2 separate regions of the Rattus norvegicus genome follow, and region 2 is linked to region 1. A link is a contact called in public Hi-C data. All regions are on one chromosome and are shown on one strand. The core of a region is the stretch at or near the end of the contact, and the rest is flanking DNA. Distances in the headings are between cores, read along the strand shown.

The links. A called contact is a pair of places that touch in the nucleus more often than the background predicts.
Region 2: a Hi-C map of Schwann cells shows a contact between it and region 1, with 4 times the contacts expected there. The contact joins the enhancer-like site here to the promoter of Tulp4 in region 1. A contact is called at or near these places in 7 of 12 Hi-C or Micro-C datasets (the A7r5 cell line, Schwann cells, frontal cortex and 4 more).

Annotation. Positions count from the first base shown.
Region 1 is chr1:49,085,490-49,090,351 of GRCr8, reverse strand. It overlaps Tulp4 (TUB like protein 4), which reads right to left and starts at 2,466. Exons shown (of 15, transcript NM_001109137.2): 1 at 2,338-2,466. LOC102551377 (a long non-coding RNA gene) reads left to right here and starts at 2,735. Exons shown (of 4, transcript XR_010059016.1): 1 at 2,735-2,874; 2 at 4,474-4,833.
Region 2 is chr1:49,156,565-49,161,544 of GRCr8, reverse strand. The region is part of intron 3 of Tulp4 (TUB like protein 4); the gene reads right to left. Among named protein-coding and RNA genes, the nearest start is that of Trnap-agg33, 25 kb to the right of the region's middle. Within about 2 kb of position 2,089, at least 52 of the 93 cell types and tissues checked have an H3K27ac peak or open chromatin away from gene starts, as enhancers often do. A contact at or near this core is called in Schwann cells and prefrontal cortex, where this site is marked.

The sequences.
Region 1 (4,862 bases), core at 1,217-3,716:
ATGTGGTCTAAGGCATGAAGCCACTGATTACCACCTACCTTACCCAAGTTCACAGGAGCCATCCCATACCTTCCTGAATGCAACCTGTAGCACACTCGGAAAAAAGTCTTTGGTTCTATAAACCATCAGAGCAAGCTGAAATCTGGATGCAGAAAGGTTGCAGTCTCCACTATCCATGACTTAGGACCTCAACATCAACAGTGGATGGCTCAATTTAAAACTCTCTTCACAAGAATAGTAATACATTTTTTAAAACCCTCTCTTCACGAGGCTATAAAGAGGGTGAACATATCAAGAGCACCTCTGCTCTTGCGGGGGACCTGGGTTTGGTTCCAAGCATGTGTCACCCTTTTCTGTCCTCAGACAGAACATACATAGGCTCAGGCACAAACACATAAAATACAGCTAGAAAGAAAAAGAGAGGAGTATGAAAGGAAGCAAAGAAGGAAACACTCATCCTAAAATAAATAAGCTGGTTTCATCCATCACCCATCCTTTTAAGGGTTAAAATTCCATTTGAAGCTTTAGTGGAGGAAAAAAAGTTATGAATAACCAAATTCAATTCTTACGTCTCCCTGTGAAAACCATAAAGTCCAGTATGATCCACATTCATCGTTTCTAAGTTACTTAGGATACATGCAGTAAATAGACCGCTAGTCCTCAGAACAAGTGGTAAGGCTGGCTTTCCACTCACCCTCTATGCCTGAACCCTCCACAAGCATTAAAAATATTTTCCCTTAAGTGACTTCCTGTAACTCAGCACAGCATATATCCAAGTCAGGAAAGCAACACCTCCCCCATCGCTGAAAACACTGTTGCTTCCACAGAGCTCTTCGATGTTTTCAAGAAATGTTCATTGTCTAGTGAGTCTGTCATCACACAAATGGCTATTTGATTAAGAAAGTAAAGACGAGACTTGGCTATTCGTAATGTGCTCATACAATCATTTCTCCAGCAGATCACAAGAAAGGACACATGTGACTCTCCCTTTTGTAACGTGGCTGTCACTATACAGCTCCCAGCTGCCCACCTGAAGGCTAGGAGTCTCCCTGTGGGTCTTTTGCCACGGCTATGTGCATGGGCCCAGGCATTTCACATCAATCCCAAATTGGAACTCTCCAGGAATATGGCACAATCCCTCTGGGTTTCCTGCAAGAACTAAACTCCCACCAAGGAGTGGTGACTCCAGATATTAAAACAAAACAAAAACAAAACAAACAAAAGAACCCACAGGCTAAAAATAAGAGAATCTCAGGATGGTTTTTACATTCCTCTAAACCTTAGGAACAACTGCCCCTCCTAAAACCTGCTACAAAAAACGTAAGGAAATACCCTTAAGATGCTCTACCAGTGTAAAATAAAGAGGTGGGCCTGGCTTTCTCTGTACTAGGCCAGCCCAGTCTACACAGTGAGTCCCAGGCCAGCCAGGACTAAAAGACCCCATCTAAATAAAAGAATTTTTTTTAAAAAAAACAGAGTCCCCAAGTAAAGAAACCCTGAAAACAGTTCCCTCCCCAAGGGAAAACGATTATCCCCAGAGGGAGTAGAGTGACATGGGAAGGTTGGCAGGTAGAAGGAACAGGTCCCTAAGTGACATGAATCTTACTGACGACTGTCAACCCCTCCACATCCAATTCAAGCCACAAAGCTAGATGGCTCTCACCTTCCCAAGCAAGCGGTGCCTCTGAAAGAAAGAAGTGGACACCTCCTTGCTAATTGTCCCCAAACGGTGAAACTTCACATCAGCATCAGGAGCTGGGTTAAGAGAGTGCAGAGCAAAAGAGGAAGGGTTGGTTCTGGGAGCGGAATCTCCGTGATTTGCCAGAGGAAACCGCACAGGCTCCAGACAGCAAAAGCGCCGGGATTTCCATGCAGCTGCTACGACAGGTGACCGGGCTGCTTTGCAGACACCCCGCTCACCCGCTGGCTGGCCCCGCTTGGCTGAAGGTGGGAAGAGCAGGAAAGAGAAAAAGGAAAGAGAGCCGCCCCGGGACCCGGAGGCCGACAGAGCAAACGAGGGACTGTGGGGAGGCCGGGCCGGCGCAGCCCGTCTCCCCGGGAAAACCGGTGGAAGGGATTTTTCTGTCTGCACAATTAAGGAGAAGGGGGGAAAAAAAACATGGCTCCGAGCCAAACGCCTTCTGATTTACACACGCACGCCCGAGCTCCTCGGTCGGCCCAGTTCCTCGCACGCCGGAACAAAAGGCGAACGAGCTAGCTAGGCGCCGGCCGCCCGAGCTAAGGGTCCGCTGAGGAGCCCCGCGCCCGCCGCCCCTGCCGTGCCCACTGCCCGGCCCCCGCCGCCCGGGCCCTCGCGGCCGCCCATCCCAGCCTCACCTCCTTAGCGGCCGTGGCGGCGGCCCGGTGCCTCTCCGCCTCCGCCTCCGGCAGCCCTCGGCGCCGCCGCCGCCGCCGCCGCCGCCGCCGCCACCTCCCCCCCACCCCCCGCGTCTCGGCCGAGACTCCGCCTCTCTCGGCCGCCGCCGCGACCGCCAGTCGGGCTAGGGGAGCACGTGACCGCGCCACGTGACCCGGCGCCTCCCCGGTCGGACCCGCGGCGGGTGGCGCTGCCCGGTGCGCGCGCGCGCGCGGGCCCGGGAGCGGGGTGCGGTCTCGAGCCTCCCACGCGCCGCTCGACTCCCCAGACTCTAGCACCTCCCGCGTCGCCCGCCTCCGCCTGGGCGCCCAGCCTGGACCACTCACCTCCTCCAGAGTCCTCACGCCCGATCTTGTCAGCGGGGGCCGGAAGTGGACATCACGCCTTCTCCTACCCAGACAGAGCCGCTGCAGAGCACACAGCGACTCGTACTATGAGCAACGTGGCTCCCCTGGAAACAGTCATTCAAGTGTCTTCGGCGGTGCTGCTGCTGTCACGTCAGTACCCCCTCCAGTTGCTTTCAGGGAGAAACGAATCCATAGCGTCATTTTAAGTCACACAGGCACAGTCTCAGCCTTTAGCGCCCCCCCCCCCCAACACACACGGTTAAATTGATGTGCTAAGAACGGAAACTTCAGCCATCCCTCGGTTTTCCACTGTTACAAAGAAGGCGTTGCTGGGTGTAGAGAATGCGTGGTTGAAATTTAAAAATAGACAAGATCGCATCTTTCCTTGAGGCAAGGCTAAGAACAGTAGACACTCTTCCCAACTGTTAGGCACTGTTTCCTATTTCTGAGCATCGGCAAACGTTAAAACCATTTTACGGTTTTGTGTGTGTTCATTTGTTACAGACAGGGTCTTCTCTATGTAGTGTAGGCTGGTCTCAAACTCAATTCTCCTGCCTCATGAATGCTGGGATTTCAAACCATGCCTAGCCAGTTCCTGTTTTAAAATTATCCCACCGCTAATTCTATCAGAAGTCTGAGTAAGAGTCCATCGGGTTCTACAACTCTGTGCTTGAGATTTTACGAGTGCTAACAAATGTTTTGGTTTCTGGTTTTGAGCCTAGGTCTCACTATGTAGCTTGGAACTCCGTGTAGACCAGGTTGGCCTGGAACTCACCGAGAGCCACCTGCCTGAATAGCATGGTGTTCTTTCAATTGTAATCACTCTTCTACCAACACTGTATTTTTAATTTTACTATCTTTTGCCTTCTATGCCTCACCCGACTCCTTATCCCTTAAAGATCTATTCTCTTTCGTGACACTTTCAGAAGGTGGGTCTCACTCAATCTGTTAGGTCAGCTGTGAATCTGCATTTTGTATTTTAGAAACCTTTCTAATTATGGAATGAAGAGAGTTGCCTCCTATTTAGAAATCTGGGGCAACTGGGAGCCCTTAAAAGGAAGATTTGGCAACAGGACCCTTCTTCTGGCTGCTGAAATCCCACTGGCCCAGTATTTTTCATTTTCTTATGTTTAAAATGCTTTTTTAATATTAGTGGGAGAAACAAACATTTATTTAAAGATTTATTTATTTTATGTATACCAGTCCACCATAGCTGTCTTCAGACATACCTGAAGAGGGCATTGGATCCCATTATAAATGGTCGTGAGCCACCATGTGGTTGCTGGGAATTGAACTCAGGACCTCTGGAACAGCAGTCAGTGCTCTTAACCGCTGAGCCACCTCTCCAGCCCCAATGAACACTCTTTGTTCAGTATTAACTGGCTTTCCCTTGGGTCTAAGTTCAAGTTTGACCAATCCCCCTATTAAGCTGTGAGGAATGTGTGACATTTCTTTGAACATTACATTCTCTGGTTAATAGTATCATGACACAGTGTAACGTAAGTATTGTGTACTCTCCGGTGTGTGACTGAGCCTCTGACCCAGGATGGGAACAGCAGGATGGTGAACACCACTGCACTGCCCTATCCTAAAACTGGTCCAGCAGGTGCAGGGCTCTGCAGTTATCACCAGTAACTGGTTGATCCCTTTACCTCTCCATCCATCTCTTGACACCCGATCACATCACTGAGATTACCCAGATCCTGGAACCCCAGAGATCCTGCCACTGAGTCTTTCCTTTCTCCCCAGTATGCTTGTAGGTATCTCCCCTCCCTCCTGGCTGTAGCCAAATTTAAAGCCCAAAGAATTGGCTGATTCAACCCTTCAGGCACCAAGGTATTCAGCACAGGCACATGGAACCCGGATCCTAGACATCGGGAGATGGCAAAAGAGCCAGAGCTTTTGGAGAACAAGAGACAAGCCTTTGGTCTCTCGATGTGTTCTGAGAGCCAAAAATGTTTGTGCCAACTTAGACTTCATTACTGGAAACACAGCATGCCACACAAAGAATAAAATGCCCACTTCCCCTGGACTGCCCTGAGCCAAGCCACATCCATACAACACTCCTACCAATCCTGGGTGCTACCAGTCACATACAAAAGGATTGAGGTAAGTGTGGGGCAAATGTCTTAGAATAC
Region 2 (4,980 bases), core at 840-3,339, 72 kb before region 1:
AACCATGTTTCTGTAGAAAACTCAGAACTTTGGCTTCACCTATGTCTATCCAGTTCCACGATCCAGTTTCTCTTAAGAACATGAAGTTTCCATAGACAGCATACTATTGGGAAGCAAATGTAACATTTTCCCCCAAAATCATCACTATGTATCATGAAACAGTTATCAAAAGGAGAAGGAGGGAAAAGGAGGAGGAACAGGAAGAAGAGGAGGAGGTGGAGGAGGAGGAGGAGGAAGAGGAGGGGGAAGAAGAGGAGGAAGAGGAGGAAGAAGAGGATAGGATCTTAGAAAGGTAAATCACACAGCCAATGAAAAGAAGCTTCTCAGAGATAACAGCAACCCTTCCTTCTGTATGTCTGTCTCTAACCCTTCCTTCCCCGTGTCTGTCCATTTAACAGTATATTACCCCTTAGTACTGAAAAGACTGAAAGTTCTCTTTTAGTCATCATGTATGTGTTGGGGTAGCAATAAATAACACATTATAACTTTCTGGCAGGAATACAAGGTTTCTGAGTATGCAGTGACCAAAAATTAATCCAAAGTCAGACACATACCAGGCCCCTGGTGTTCCTGCCAGTGCCTGCCTATGCCGCATGGCAGGACTTCCCTGCAGCCTTGGCTCTGCACATGTAATATATGTGTTTGGACTGTGCACAGCCACAGTCATGCCATGAGCTACCAACGCATGCTGCCTGAAGCATCTGCACTCACACCCAAGGCCGCCTTATGTTACAAACTGAAGTGTTCTTACCTCTGCTGCAGAAACAATCATTATAAACCTGACCCTTCTAGTCTCTATACTGTCCTTCGGTGTGCACCATATCACGGCAACACAGTGTTGGAGTACTTGGTTATAAAAACTGCTATCGGGCTGGGGATTTGGCTCAGTGGCAGAGTGCTTGCCTAGGAAGCGCAAGGCCCTGGGTTCGGTCCCCAGCTCCGAAAAAAGAACCAAAAAACAAAACAAAACAAAACAAAACAAAACTGCTATCTGAGTTGCTATCTTATAAAACCCAAGGCCACCAGCCCAAGGATGGCACCACACACAATGAGCTTGACCCTCTCCTACTGTTCAGCAATTAAAAAATGCCCTACAGCTGGATCTTATGGAGGCGTCTCTCAATTGAGGTTTCTTCCTTTCAGGTGACTCTAATGTGTGCCATGTTGTCAAGTCGTCTTTGACAGTACGGTATGCATGCTCTCACTAGCACTAACTCGTCTCTTTGACAGTGGATTCCTCCTCAGGAGATGGCCTCTCACTGTGATGTGCATTTCCATGATTACTAATTTTGAACATTCTTCATACACCTGATGTCTACTGTATGCTTTCTTCTGAGAAATTTATTTAGGTCTATTGTCCAGTTTTTAATTGGATCATCTTGAGTTTTGTTTGCTTGTTTGCTGGTGTATTCTAAATATCTCTTGTCAGATGTATAGTTTGCAAACACCTCTCATTCAAAAGACTGTCATTTCCTTTGTCATATAAAGCTTTCTAACTTGATACACTCCTGTTTGCTTTTGCTTCTGCTTCCTGTGCCTTGCGGGTATTATCCCCACACCCAAACAAACAAAAGCTACTGGCAACCTCACAAAAAAGGTAATATAGGGTGTTCAAATGAATTGGCTGAGTTCCCTACTTTAGCACAAGGCAGTAAGAATGCTTGCTATCTGCTAAGCAGAAACAGGAAGATCATGAGTTCAGGTCAGCAGAAGCTATCCATACTTAGGGTGGCCCTGTCTGAAAGAACCAAGGGCTAAGAGTGTCCCTCAACAAGTCAATTCTCAGCAACTCACCACCACCACCACCACCACCACCACCACCACCACCACCACCACCACCACTACTACTACTGTGTGTGCGTGTGTATGTGTGCTTGCTTGCACATGTGCCTGTCTGTCTCCCTCTTCCCACACTGAAGAAACAAAAAAATGAAAAAGCAGCACTAAAGGCTGGGAAGGAGCAGCAGGCAGCTGTCTTTGCGGGCCGTTTTAGACCTGCAGGGATGACAGCCTCCCTTCACTAGAGAGTCTCGGATGACCTGAAGCTGAGCGGCACTTTGGCCACACCACTGCCTGAAGCGGTTTTCATCACCCTTCAGACGATGTGCCTGGCACAGCCATCTTCAGTGACTCACACTGTGAATGAATGCACCCACTGTCCTACACCCACTTTCACATAATGGCCTCGTGATCGGTTCCTGGAAAAGAACCTGCTAGGACACTACTTAGCTTTTGTAAATGCTTCATTACTTTGTGACAACAAACTGCATGCTCTAAGCAAGGATCGTTTGTTGCCCCATCTGAAACAGTAACGCATGTCTCTGAGCTGGCTTCAAGCTTCTCCAAGCTGCAGGGTTGCTCTTCTGCCTGACTTTCCAGGTGTACTTGGTAGACCCTGCCTCGATTGCTAATCAGCACAATCTGTGTGTGGACTTTTTTTTTAAAACTAAAATCAGATTTAATGTCGACATTATCAAAAGCAAACAAGACTCCCCCAAATATCAGTATTTAATAATAGCAACTGCTCAATAGGTTCTAAGATTTGAAGAATCAGTTCTGAACAGCCAAAGAACAGAAAAACTGCACCTGTGTCACAAGCTATTGTAATTACTGCAACAGCAACTGCAGGCACAGGCCCTGTGAACTCGGAGTGCTACCAGAAGTTCTGTGGTACACATCAGCTCGCCTGTCCCCAGGATTCACATCCCTCTACCTTTCCTGTTTCTGACGTGAGTGTCCATTCTCAACTCTTTTCAGAAAAAAAGGAAAGAAGAGACATGGACTGAAGTGACAGGCGCCTCAATTACACAGATAGGGACTGGCTGCGTGCATCCTTGCAGAGAAAGGCTAGTGCTGTGCAGCCCATCCTGCGGCTTGGCTGGTAGGGTGAGCCTTTCAAACAATAATAAAGGCTGGGCAGCTGGGGATATAATATCAACACATGGATTTTTGCCAAAGAGAAACAGGTTAGTTGGGGTTGGTTTTGTGCTGTGCTTGTGGTCTGGGTCCTCTTTTTCTTTTGTCTGGAGACAGCATGGCAGAATGTCTTAGAGGGGATGGGGTTTGAGTTCTCAATCTAACACTTCCTTGGGTAACTTACTGAACATCCTGACCTGGGTTTTTCTTCCATTAGCCAAGAGCAGCAAGTTCTTAGAATACAGTTCCTGTGACGCATAAGAGAAAAGCACACAAGATAAAAGCACATACTGGTGCATGTCTTAGTCATTACAACCCAGGCCATGCCCATCAAGGGGGCATTAATTGAGGTCACTATGGCAAGGAACATGAGGGCACAGAGGTAGGCCCTGCAGCACTAGCCCCATGCTCAATTCGGGCCTTTGGAGGTGCTTCTGTGCTCATTCCTGTGCTGGTCTCTTTATGACGGTCTCTTGGCGTCACTCACCAAGTGGAGAGTTTCACTGCTCTTGTCTGTTCTCAGTTAGTTTGGATGCCCATTGTCAACCTCACCTCCTTTTAGACATATGGTGTCTTTATCTTAGGGAAACACACCAAGGACTTCCTGCTACAGAACTGGACCTTGAACTGATCTGGCTTGCCTTCCAGCTCTTACCCTCCAGTGTGAGGCTGTGCTGTCCCGCAATCCTCTTCTTTTGTGTTTGAGGACACTAGTCAGAGGCAGTTCTTGTTCACATAGAGCTGTCGAGGAAGGTTCTTGCACGATTTTAACTATTGTCCTAACTACATTTCTAGTTGACTGGGTCGTCATCTGCTTTGTTCTCACCTAGTCCTCACGTTATGAGCTTTTCACGTTTGAAAGCTAGAGACCGCCTAGGTGACATAAAGTTCCAAGGCATTAGGACATTATGGTCAGTACTGATTAGGCCAAAGGTCTCACTGTCAGCACTGCCTTTGTAAAAGCAGAACTTTTTTTCGTGTGAGAGTGTACTCATTTAGTAGGTTAAGCATAATGTGTTCCCCTGACCCAGATAAAGCCTCATCTGTTGCCATCATGCCTCAGAGTAAGGAAAGAGGGAATGCACCTGCCCTGTAACACTAATTGGCCTTTTTGAAGGAAAACTACAATTGCAGCAATCTGCAAGATCATGTTGCTTTGCAAGGCCAAGGATGGGCATGAGTGATGCAGAAAGACAGCATAGGTCAGAACTCAGCCCTTGACTTCTAAATTCAAGGTAGCCTTGAGTAACTGTTTTCTCATCTATAATAAGGTGACAGTAATGACCCTGTCTCGGGGTCACTGAGAATTAAATCAAAGCATAAATGAAAAGTATCTAAAACACTGCTTACACTTAGCAACTGTCACTTCAATGTGCCCCGTGCTCTCACTGAGCTACTGCCTCAGAGCCCGCAGAATAGAGCCTCGGTGTCAAAACAGTGGTCATATGGCATCCCCAGAGTTAAGTGTCAGGTGTGGAGGTAGCAACTCTTTCTAACTTCTGTGTGATAGATCCCTTTAAAGTTTCTTATCAAGTCTCTTGGGTGCTGTAATTACCCATCTAGCTAAAGTAGAGGATTCTGTTTTTAACACGTTAGTGTTTTGCCTGCAAGTATGTGTGATGGCCAGTGCTCACAGAGACCAGATAAGGGTATTGGATCTCCTAGAACTGGAGTTACCAAACTCAAATCTTCTGCAGGACAAGCAAGCACTTTTAACCACTGAGCCATCTCTACAGTCCCCATTGGACTCTTTTTTTTCTTTTTTTTCTTTAACCTGGAAAGCCCTACTGTTGGGATGAGCTGTGCCTTCAGAATCAGCATGTCAAGCACTTTAAATCATGACTAAGAAAGACAGGACAGAAGAGATGGACATATGCTATGGTGGCTTGAATAAAAATGGTTCCAGATGCATATATTTCAATGCTTAGTCATCAGGGAGAGATGGCATTTGAAAGGGTCAGGAGGAAGTGTAGCCTTAGAGGAAGTTTGTCACTGGGTGGAGGTGGGGACCTTGAGGGTTCAAAAGCCCATGCCAAGCCCAGTGTCTCTCTCTTTGCCTACAAA